Linked DNA regions of Arachis hypogaea: region 1 is linked to region 2. The links are chromatin contacts, called in public Hi-C maps. All regions are on one chromosome and are shown on one strand. Each heading gives the region's core, a stretch centred on a gene start, on an enhancer-like site or on the middle of the called end of the contact. The rest is flanking DNA. Distances are from core to core; before and after follow the strand shown.

Region 1 (5,751 bases), core at 1,613-4,112, 280 kb before region 2:
TCATTTCGTTCTATGATAATATTTCTTTTTATTGTTCGATTTAATTTGTATGCGTTGATTTATTTTATTTATTCATACTAATTTTTCTCACATATTTATTATTATCTGTTTGTTTTGTTGGGTTATAAATGTGAAGATGTGATGCATAGCAAATTTATTTTTCTATATGTATAAATGTAAATTTATATATGGAAAGGAAATTCCAATATAGGTGATGAAAGATAATAAAAATTTTGGTTTTAAATATGATGATCTATGAATGATTTTTTCACATCATTTTTTGGTTCGTTGTATTTCTGTAAGCAAAATATTGATAGATAGTTGTGATTCGTTCTCAATGTGTTTGTGGTGTAAGGTGATTGCATTGATCTTTTCTTTTTGTTTGAAATTTGTACAGGCTGTCTTGATATTGGTGATGCCGATTACAGTTGTTCATTTTGTGGGGCAAACTTCTGGTTGTTAGAGCGTGTTGAAAGATATTCAACAATAAATCAACCAGTATTTACACTTTGTTGCTTGAAAGAAAAAGTCCAATTACCCTATTTGCAAAGGCCTCCAGAATTATTGTGTAACCTGTTAAATGGTCGTGATAATAAGTCTTTGCATTTTTAAAAAAATATCAGAGCATACAATAGTATGTTTGCATTCACTTCTTTTGGATGTAAGGTTCATGACTCAATTAATGATGGTCGTGGACCTCCTCAATTTATCATAAATGGGCAAGTTTATCATCGAATTGGGAGTTTGCTACCAGGCATTGGTGAAAATCCAAGATTTGCACAGTTATATATCTACGACACGCAGCACGAGGTAGTCAATCGCCAGGGAATTTTTGGGTATGTTCGTCTTAACTTCTATGGTTGATTATTAGTGTGGTTATTTTCTATTATATGCGTATTATTGTTAGTTTTTTGTCTTATACCACGGGTTAGAGGGATTTTATAATGAATTGTTGTATTATGTTTTCCTGTAGGCAAACAACTGAAATAGATAAGGAATTGATAGTTGGTCTAATGCAAATGATTGATGAACACAATGTTATAGCCCAATTGTTTCGGAGAGCTCGAGAATTTTATGAGGATCATCCTTCGCAAGAATTTTGTTTGAGATTGTTTTCTCAGCGAGTACATGATCCAAGAATTTACAATTATCCTTCATGCGATGAGGTTGCTGCTTTGATAGTTGGTGATTTCGAATCATCCGACTGTGGTCGTGATATTATTGTTCAGTCTACCAGTGGTCAATTGCAACGGATTTATGAAACTCATGCTTTGTACTTGCCTTTACAATATCCTTTGCTTTTTCCTTATGGTGAGGATGGGTATCAATTGAACATCCCGTATCGAGGGGTTCAAGTTACTTACGTGCGTGGAAGAAGGACGAGGATGTCTCTGCGTGAGTTTGTGAATTTCCGATTACAAATGAGAGAGGATGAGGGAAGCATCATTCACAAAGCTAGGAGGTTGTTCCAACAATTTGTTGTTGATTGTTTTGCATCGATAGAATCACAGAGACTCTTTGAAATTAGGAAAAAACAAAGTACAATTAGAGGGGAGTTTTTGAATGGTATAGAGGAAGCTATGCAGCGTGGTGATGTTGAAGCATCCTCAATTGGGACAAGGGTTATACTACCATCTTCTTTTACAGGTGGTAAATGTTATATGTTTAATAATTGTCAGGATGCTATGGCAATTTGCAAGCATTATGGTTATCCTGACTTGTTCCTAACTATTACTTGCAATCCAAATTGGCCTGAATTTCAACGATACACCCGTCGTGAAGGGATTCCAATTGCTGATAGACCGGATATTTCTTGTCGAGTTTTTCATGCTAAGCTGAAGTGTCTTCTAACTGACCTTAAAGGTGGCACCTTTTTTGGTCCTCTCAATGCCGGTAAATTCGTCGTATTTCTTTGTTTTATATATATTTTTTTGGATTAACTGAGAATAACTTGTTTTTATTAAATGGTTTTTGTTTTTATATTTATTGATTTATTAGTTGTTATTTTATGTAGGTATGTATACAATTGAGTTTCAAAAAAGAGGTTTACCCCATGCACATTTTTTGCTTTGGCTTGAAAGAAGGAACATTTTGCAGAATGTTGAACTTGTTGATGAATTGATTTGTGCAGAATTACCTAATCCTGCAAGATTTCCTAATTTGTATAGGATGGTCACAAAATATATGATTCATGGTCCTTGTGGTAGGATACGGCCGAGTTCTCCGTGTATGAAGGACGGTAAATGCTCAAAATTTTACCCTAAGCAGTTTGTGAATGAGACTTCATTTGACGATGATGGGTATCCAGTGTACAAACGTCGTGACATGGGAATTACTGTCAAGTTATGTGGTACAGATATTGATAACAGATTTGTGGTGCCTTATAATCCGTTGTTGTTAATGAAATATCAGGCTCACATCAACTTGGAGTTTTGTAACAAGTCAAATGTTATCAAATATCTTTTTAAGTATGTTAACAAGGGCCCTGATCGTTTGACTGCTACAGTGGACCAATCAACGAGTGGTTGTCAAGAATCGCAGATTTTAGATGAGATTAAACAGTATTATGATTGTCGTTATCTTTCTCCTTCAGAGTCCATGTGGAGAATCTTTGCATTTGATATACATCATAGATGGCCTGCTGTGCAGCGGTTGACTTTTCATTTGCCGAGTCAACAGTATGTTGTGTTTGATGACAGTGACATTGTTAGTTCAGTTTTTGTTCAGAATAGAGATTTGATGACGATGTTTACTGCTTGGATGTTGGCTAATAGGCGATATGCTGAAGGGCGATGTTTGACATATGTTGAGTACCCAAGTAAATTTGTATATGATATAGAATCTAGGGAATGGATGCCAAGATGAAGAGGGTTTTCAATTGGTAGATTAAGTTTTGCTCATCCGTCGACAGGTGAATTGTTTTACATGCGATTATTGTTGAATGTTCAGAGGGGTTGCACTAGTTTCCGAAGTATAAGAACAGTTAATTCAATTGTATATGATACATTTCAAGATGCATGTTCAGCTATGGGTTTTTTGGTTGATGATAATGAATTTGTTTATGCTCTGAAAAAAGTTGCTGAGTTGTCGTCTGGAGAGCAGTTAAGGAAGTTTTTTGTGACATTGTTGTTGTCTGGTTCTGTTGTGCGGCCATTGTTTGTCTGGAAGCAAACTTGGAAGTTGTTATCTAATGGTATCATTTATTATAGACGACGAGAACTTGGAATTCCAGGTATGATTTTTTTTCCTACTATATTACGAAACTTGTTTGACAGGAATTGTCTGTGTATATGTATAGATTAATATGCACGTGTGTTTGTTTGTGCACACATTTCTATAGAGACACACAGTTTGTTTTAAATCTATGTGCTAAATCTTTATTTTGGGTTTCTAATCAACTTGTATTTGCAGGGTTACAAATGACTGAAGATGAACTACAGACTTTTTGTTTGATTGAGATCCAGAAGTTGCTCCAGAATAATGGGAAGTCATTAAGAGATTATGCTGGTATGCCATGTCCAGATATTCAATTGGTTTCTCAATTCAACAACTCTATGCTGCTACGGGAAATGCAATATGATATTGATTTATTAATCCAGGAGAATGATTCAAATGTATTGAAGTTGAATGAAGAACAAAGAGTTATATATGAGAAAATTGTCAACCGTGTTTGTAACAAAGAAGGTGGATATTTTTTTATATATGGATTTGGCGGAACTAGAAAAACTTTCTTGTACAGGACATTGTCAGCTAGGTTGCGATCTGAGAGGAAAATTGTCATCAATGTTGCATCGAGTGGAATTGCAGCATTATTGTTACCGGGGGCAAGACAGCTCATTCAATGTTCAACATTCCAATTGAGTTAAATGAGTGTACTGTTTGCAGGGTCTCAAAGGATAGTGCTAAGGCCGAATTGATTCGATGTGCTAATTTGATTATTTGGGACGAAGCACCAATGACTAATAGGTTGGCTTTTGAGGCATTGGATAGAACGCTTCGTGATATAATGTCGTCTGTGTCTGTTGTTAACAAAGATTTACCATTTGGTGGAAAAATAATTGTTTTGGGTGGTGATTTCCGACAAGTATTGCCTGTTGTCCCCAAAGCTTCCAGAGTTGAGATTGTGATGGCCACTATTAATTCTTCAATTCTTTGGAAGCATTTTGAGGTATTAACCTTAACAAAGAATATGAGATTGGATAGTGCATTGGAAGAAGCTGTTGTAGAAGAGTTAAGATCCTTTTCAGACTGGATACTTCAGATAGGAGAGGGAAAATCTGGTGTGATTATCAATGAAAAACTTTGTGTTGAAGTACCAACTGATTTGCTTATTAATACTTCTGATAATCCGGTTGAAGATATTATAAATGTGGTTTATCCAAATATTGTTGTCAATTTTTCAGATCCAATTTTCTTTCAGGATAGAGCAATTTTGGCTCCAACGGTTGAAATTGTTGAAGAGATTAATAACTACATAGTTAACCTGTTACCGGGTGAAGAAAAGGAGTATTTGAGTGCCGATATTATTTGTGGTAGTGATGCTTATGGTGATATTGATTGTAGTTGGATAACCACCGAATTTTTAAACCAAATTAGATGTTCTGGGTTACCCAATCATTCTGTCAAATTAAAGAAAGGGGTACCTATTATTTTGCTGAGAAATATTGATCCAACTAGTGGGTTGTGCAATGGAACTCGACTTATTGTAAAAGACCTGGGATCAAATGTGATTGCAGCCGAGGTTGTTTCTGGTAGTAACATTGGTGATCAAGTATATATTGCTCGAATGAATCTCATTCCAAGTGATGCTGGGATACCTTTTAAATTCCAACGTAGGCAATTTCCAATAAGTTTGTCATTTGCAATGACGATTAACAAAAGTCAGGGGCAAACGTTATCTGTTGTTGGATTATTCTTACGGCGTCCAGTATTTTCCCATGGTCAACTCTATGTCGCTGTATCTCGTGTGAGGAGTAGAAGTGGACTAAAGATTTTGCTGCTTGATCAAAATTCAGAATTTCCAAATTTCACTGAGAATGTTGTTTTCACAGAGGTTTTTGATAAAATTTGAATGGCTTCTTATTTTGTTCAAGATTCAGAAGACTATAAAACTTTTGGTAAGTTTTCTAAGTATTGATTTTAGTTATGGCTAATTATTATAAGGAAAAATATATATCTAATTAGTATGATATTTTTTATTTATTTGGATAATATTTTTTTTATGTTTAGCAAATAGTGGTTATACTATATCAATTTTTATTTAAATGTTATGAAGATTTGTTTAAATATGGAAATCAACTATGTGTTAAAATATTTTATTAGTCTACAATTACATATATTGCAAATTAAAATCTGATATATTATCAAATAAAGGAATAGGGTCAGACATTTATGTTTCTTGTTTCTTTTTCTTAAAAGAGGGCTGGCGTGTTCTCTTCATCCTCGGTGTCCACATGCCCAATTATGCTCCTTCCTCACTGTTGGTGTTCCTCTCCAGCGATAGCACTATTTGTGTCAAGATACAACATTCCAGGGAGTGGGTTCATCTATGGGTTCTCAATTGTATTAGCTATCCATAGCATCGCATCCTATTCTTGTTTCAGTAGAACTACCATGGTAGCGTTCTTCCCTTTACGGGCAGTGGGTCATCTTCGGCATGGGACAAGGGAAGCATGGTGGTTTTTTCTTTTCCCAGTCGTGGTACGAATTTCTTTATATACTCTGGCTAATTTGATTTTGCAACCTCCTCTT
Region 2 (6,170 bases), core at 3,468-5,967:
ATTCAGCTTGATTGTTTGTTGCTTAGAAAAGGAACTTGATTGATTGCTCGGCATGCACGCCTGTTTCGTCCTTTAATAGTATTCATGCTCTGCATCTGCTGTCGTTTGATGCTCCATCCACATACAACTCCCATGACTCCGTTTCGTCTATTTCACCTGTGAATTCGGAAACAAAGTCTGCCAGGGCTTGTGCCTTGGGGGACCCCCTTGATTGATAAACAATGTCGAATTCTGAGAGTTCGATGGACCATTTTGTGAGTCTCCCTGCGAGGTCGGGCATCGCCAAGATTTGTCTGAATGGTTGGTTGGTCCGAACTATAATTCGGTGTCCTTGAAAATAGTGGCATAATCGGCGAGTATTGATGATTAGCCCAAATGCTAATTTTTCTATCGTCGGGTACCTTTTTTCGGCGCAATGTAATACTTTACTTATGAAGTATACTGGGTGCTGTTCCTTGTCATTGTCTGTTACAAGTACTGAGCTAACTGTGTTAGTTGAAATTGAAAGAAATAGTTGTAAAGGCTTACCTTGTCCGGGCTTCTTTAGTATGGGTGGTGAGCCCAAAGTATTTTTTAATTTTTTGAAGGCCTCTTTGCATTCCTTTGTCCAGGTGAACTGATATGATTTTTTCAGGGTATTGAAGAAGTGATATGATTTTTCTGCTGCTACTGGCAAGAAACGAGCAAGGGCTGCTAGGCGACCTGTTAGCTGCTGGACCTCTTTTTTGTTTCGAGGAGGTTGCATGTTGATCACTGCAAGACACTTGTTAGGTTTTGCTTCTATTCCTATGTTTGTTAGTAGGAATCCGAGGAATTTCCCTCCTTGTACTCCGAATGCGCATTTTTCAAGATTTAGTCTCATATTGTGTTTTCTGAGTTGTCTGAACACCTCTCTTAAATCGTGTTTATGTTGTTCCACCGAGGTTGATTTGACCACCATGTCGTCCACGTAGATTTCGATGTTCCTTCCAATCTGTTCTTGGAATACTTTGTCTATTAGCCTCTGATACGTTGCCCCTGTATTTTTATCCCAAAGGGCATGACTTTGTAACAGAAATTCCCTTGATCGGTGACAAATGCTGTTTTCTCCTCGTCTCCGGGGTGTATGAGGATTTGATTATAACTTGAGTAAGCATCCATGAAGCTGAGTATCGGGAATCCCGATGTGTTGTCTACCAATCTGTCTATGTTGGGGAGTTGGTAGCTATCCTTAGGGCAGGCCTTGTTTAAATCTGTAAAATCCACGCACATGCACCACCTGCCCGAGCTTTTGCGTACCATGACGACGTTTGCTAGCCATGTTGAGAATCGTAGTTCTCTAATGAAACCGGCTTCTAGAAGCTTTTTTGTTTCTGTCTCGGCCGCTTTCCTCCTTTCTTCTCCTAGGTTTCTTTTCATTTGCCGTATAGGTCAGGCGTGAGGATTGACTGCTAATTTATGACAGATGAAGTTGGGGTCGATCCCTGGCATGTCTGCTGGCGTCCATGCGAAGAGGTCAGCATTTGCTCGTAAAAGTTTGACAAGGTCGTCCTTGGGACCTGAAATGAAAGCGGAACCTATGTTAGTAAATTGATCTTCGGCATTTAATTGTACCTTTTCTAGGTCGTCCGTTGGTGTAGGACGACTATTGTCAGCTCAGGGATCCAACTCGGCTAAGCTCGGCACATTTGTCGAGTTATACACCGCGTGAATCCGAGGTGTATCTTCCTTCTTTGCTGTTTTGAGGCTTGCGTTGTAGCATTGCCTTGCTTCTTTATGATCGGCGTACACCATCCCCACTCTGTTGTCCTGCAAAGGAAATTTTACACAAAGGTGTACTGTTGAAACGATTGCTCCAAAAGCATTTAATGATGGTTGCCCTAGGATAATATTATAAGGGCTGGGGCAATCGACCACTAGAAATTGGATATCTAGTGTTTTGGTGTTTGGGAGTTCTCCAATTGTTGTTCTTATCCATATATATCCTAAGACCGACACTTTCTCCCCGGAGAACCCTACAAATTCCCCATGTGACGGTTGAAGCGCGTTGTCGCTGAAATGCATTTTTTTGAAGGTTGAATAGAACAAAAATGTCGGCGCTGCTTCCCGGATCAAGTAGGACCTTTTTTACTGTTAATTCTCCCATGTGAATCGAGATGACAACTGGATCATCTAAATTTGGGTAGGATGTTTTGAAATCGGCTGTACTGAAATCGATACGAGAGGTCGGAACCGAGGAGTATTGCTCTGGGTGGGCTCCCTCCATTGTCATCATGGCTCTGTAACTCCTTTTTCTTGCCGAGTTAGTGGTCCCGCCTCCTGCAAAGCCCCCTGAGATGTAGTTGATAACTCCTTTTGATGGGGGTATCTCAACCTGTTTTTGTCTGCTTTCTTTTTCTGATTCTCTCGCCGCGTCTTGTTGCTTTTTGACTGAGATATATCTGTCCAGAAGTCCTTGTCTTGCCAATCTTTCTAATAGGTCTTTTGCCACTACGCACTCGTCTGTTGTATGGCCGAACTTCTGGTGGTAAGCACAATGCTTGCTCCTGTCTACGTATTTCTGATCTTGGTATAAACCTGCTCGGCTCGGTGGCTTAATCAATTTATTGTGTAGAATTTCTTTCATTATGTCTTCTCTCTTCGTGTTGAATTTTGTATACGTGTCAAACTTTGGCGCTAGCTTGAATGGTCTTCTCGAATCTCTGCTTGTAGGTCGGTGAGATCTTTCGTTGTCCTTTTTGGCCGGTCTTTCGGTCCTTCAAGCTTCTCTTAGCTCTTCCACCTCTATTTGGCCCTGGGCTTTTTCTCGAAACTCTTCCAGCGTTTTTGGCTTTGTTACCGCTATCGCTTCTTGGAATTTTCTAGGACGAAGTCCGCTTTTAATGGCATGTAACTGTACTTCAGGATTAAGATCGGAAATTTGCATGTTTGCCTCTGTAAATCGCGTCATGTATTTTTTTAAGCTCTCGTGTTGACCCTGCTTGATTGTGCTAAGATAGTCTGAATCTCGCACATAAATCTTTGACGCTGCAAAATGGTTTATAAACAGTTTAGTAAACTCGTCAAAACTAGATATTGATCATGCAGGTAAGTTAGAAAACCATAATAAAGCAGCTCCATTTAGGAAGGCTGGAAAAGATCGGCACAAGATGGGATTGGAGTCACTGTTAAGAAACATCATTGATTCAAATTTTGTAACATGGATTTTAGGATCTCTGATCCCCTTGTACGGCGATAGTATCATCGGGAGTGTGAAATTTATAGGCATTTTAAAGCTCATTATTTCTTCTGAAAAAGGGTTGTTTCGCCGCCTTGTCATCCTAGCGTGAGTTTCTCCTGTCTTAACGTTCGACTCTGATTGATGCTCTTCGTGTTGCACAGTGTTTTCTTTCTTATTTTTCTGTTCGTCATTGTTCTGCATCGCTGCTAATAATTCGGCCATCCGCTGGTTTTCGGCCTGCAAGGCGGCATTTGCGGCTAATAAATCAGCGTTGGTTGGGTTATTCGAAGGGGTTGTCGAGTGGTCCGTCATGACTTGGTTCCTGCAAAAGATGGTAGAAATGCACAAGACGTAACGTTTAACTTGAAAGAATTAGTATGCGAGGCGGTGGCCCCATAGTGGGTGCCAATGTTCGTGCAAGGTTACTCTTCTCCGAGCTATACACCAAACTCTAGGGAGAGACTGCTATGATGACTTTTACGTTTGAAATGAGAGACGCCTTGCTTGAACGCGACCCGAGCGGGGTACCTGCAAAAAGACTCCGACACTCAAGTTAGTGAGAGATATTTTTTAAGGATGAGAACGAAAACTACTTATGAGTATGTGTGTATTTGATATCCCCCTCGCTGCCTCGTGGCTGCCCTTCTTATAGATTTTACTTATTGAGTTTACTTATAGGTTTGGTGGAGTGAATCTCGGGTTTAGCCGAGATTACTGGGTGGTTATGGTCATTGTGCAGCTTCGGTGTTTATCTCTTTGTGAACGTTGCAGATGTGGTCGAGATATGGGTCGTCGACTCCGATTTTGTAGGGTGTAGTACATAATTTAATTTTTATACGAGAATACCAAATACATATCACCACAACAACAAAAATAACTATTTTTCACAATCAACACAAAAATAGTTAGAATACATATGACATTGAAATTATAATTAAAATTATTTAAAAATTGATTTGATGTCACATTTAATTTCCTATAAAAACTTATTTATTGTCAAAAAGGATTTTAATAAATCACCATCATTTTGAATTTTCGAAAACTACATACATTTTTTATCTAATTCAAAGCCAATCAAAAAACAACTTCCAGTAGCAGCATTGATGCTGATGAAGCTGATAAAACAGAGTAGACAATAATAATTAATGGATAACCAAGTAGAACTGCATAATGTATGAAGAGTCCCGTGGCTGTTTAGAAAATAAATCCACAGGCACATTAGAAACTGTAAAATGAAATTAGATTTCCCCCTTGAGACCAATTTTCCTATTGAAATATAAGTATCTAAAATCTTTTTTTTTTTTTTGGGGTCAGGAAAGATAATATAGTTTTTTTTTTTGGGTCTTGGAAAGATAATATAGCTAACATGGCATTAGCTGATATTAAGTGTGAGTAATTAGGACCTGACCCATCTGGATTGAACGTGCTATAAACCCAAAGGGCTTCCCCTATATGGCTATATCGTTGTCCGTGCTATAACCAAGCATGTTGTATAAATAGGCTCAGGCTCATATGTATTCATTGGGACTGTTCTAATTACTATTTTTCTGTAGTATGGGGTTAAAGAATATATTGGACTGGGCCTTAGTAGGCCCCTATGTAACAAAAAACAACTGACTTTCGTCTGTTGCCTTTCGGCCTTTCCAATGTCCACAGTAACGCCCGGTTTCTAGGTATTTAAGATATGGTATGTCAAGTCCAAATAAAAAAAAATGGCAAAAAAAATTATATCTAATATGTGAAATTTGCAGAAAATAAAGTGCAATTTGTTAACCAACTTGCATGTCGGGTGGTCAGCTCACTCGTTCGCTTAAACAAGTGTCGGAATTTCGAATCTCATCTTGTATATGCAGCAACCAATTGGCCAGCGACAAACTCTTAAATAAAATTGCAATTTATGTCCTCTCAGGTTGAAAAATACTGTACAAAAAAAAAGAATTACAATTTATGTCCTGTCCAAAAAGAAAAAAAAGCACCTTATGCAGCTAAGGTTTAGTTCAAGTGGCAAATTATAGTGCTTTTTAATAGGCTGTATTCAGGTTCAACTTTTGGCAAGACCAATTAGTGAATAGGAATCTTTAAATATTATGTGGGTGAGTATAATGCGGGTGAATTTGTGATATAATACTTAGAGTTGAGGACGGTTTCAATCTATATGAGAAATAAAAAAGTGCAACTTATGATTGATAATTTGATACACATACGAAAGTGAATCGTTTGGGCAAGTTTACATATAGGCCGCAAAGTATTATGAATGAATAAACATACATTCTACAATGTACAGTAAATTAATGCATTGATGTTATTTGAGTGAGAGAGAGAGAGAGAGAGAGAAAGAAAACGTGCAAGCTCCGCGCTCTCCCTGTCCCTGTCCCTGTTTCGTATCATGATTGATTCTCATTTTAGAATTCGCATTAAGAAGGTGGATTTTTTTGGATATCTCTGGGAATGAATTTAAAAAAAAAAAGTTTTAATTGCATTTAAATGCAACACGGAATAATTTAAATAATCCGATCAGAATACAATTCAACTTAAAATTTTCATACGGCATATTCCAACTTATAAATAAAATTAATCTATAAAGATTAAGGACATTCATTAAGAAAACATTTGGCAAATTCGTGTGGGGTGGGTATTCCTTCCCACTGTGTGAATCCTTATCCTTTTATGAGCTAAGAAGATCCCCATTTTAATCCAAATGATGGATACTAAGTTAGGAGTTCCCAACTTTAGGAGACAAGAATATCCAACCAATTCCCACTGGTTTACCCATTTGGGTTGACACTGTACCATCTCTTTCAACCCGTGATGTTTCCATTATCCTCTAATTTCCCTCAATGCTTCCTCACTCTTATATAGTAAACCACTTTAATTTCGCACTAATTCTCTAACTTTCTTCTACACTTTACTACTACTCTTAGTCATTCAATTAACAAAATATGAAAGCATTTCAGTTTTCTCTGAAATAAAA

What was found. A called contact is a pair of places that touch in the nucleus more often than the background predicts.
Region 1: a Hi-C map of an unstated tissue shows a contact between it and region 2, with 7 times the contacts expected there. The contact joins the promoter of LOC112696273 here to the enhancer-like site in region 2. A contact is called at or near these places in 3 of 8 Hi-C or Micro-C datasets (leaf and an unstated tissue).

The regions. Positions count from the first base shown.
Region 1 is chr6:17,125,409-17,131,159 of arahy.Tifrunner.gnm2.J5K5, reverse strand. LOC112696273 reads left to right here and starts at 2,862. Exons shown (of 14, transcript XM_072197992.1): 1 at 2,862-3,232; 2 at 3,412-5,117; 3 at 5,419-5,751. LOC112805381 reads left to right here and starts at 2,926. Exons shown (of 3, transcript XM_025847771.1): 1 at 2,926-3,232; 2 at 3,412-3,814; 3 at 3,886-5,071. The coding sequence starts at 2,926. The coding sequence ends at 5,071.
Region 2 is chr6:16,851,083-16,857,252 of arahy.Tifrunner.gnm2.J5K5, reverse strand. No RefSeq gene overlaps it. Among protein-coding and RNA genes, the nearest start is that of LOC112696267, 11 kb to the left of the region's middle. Within about 2 kb of position 4,717, at least 3 of the 3 cell types and tissues checked have open chromatin away from gene starts, as enhancers often do.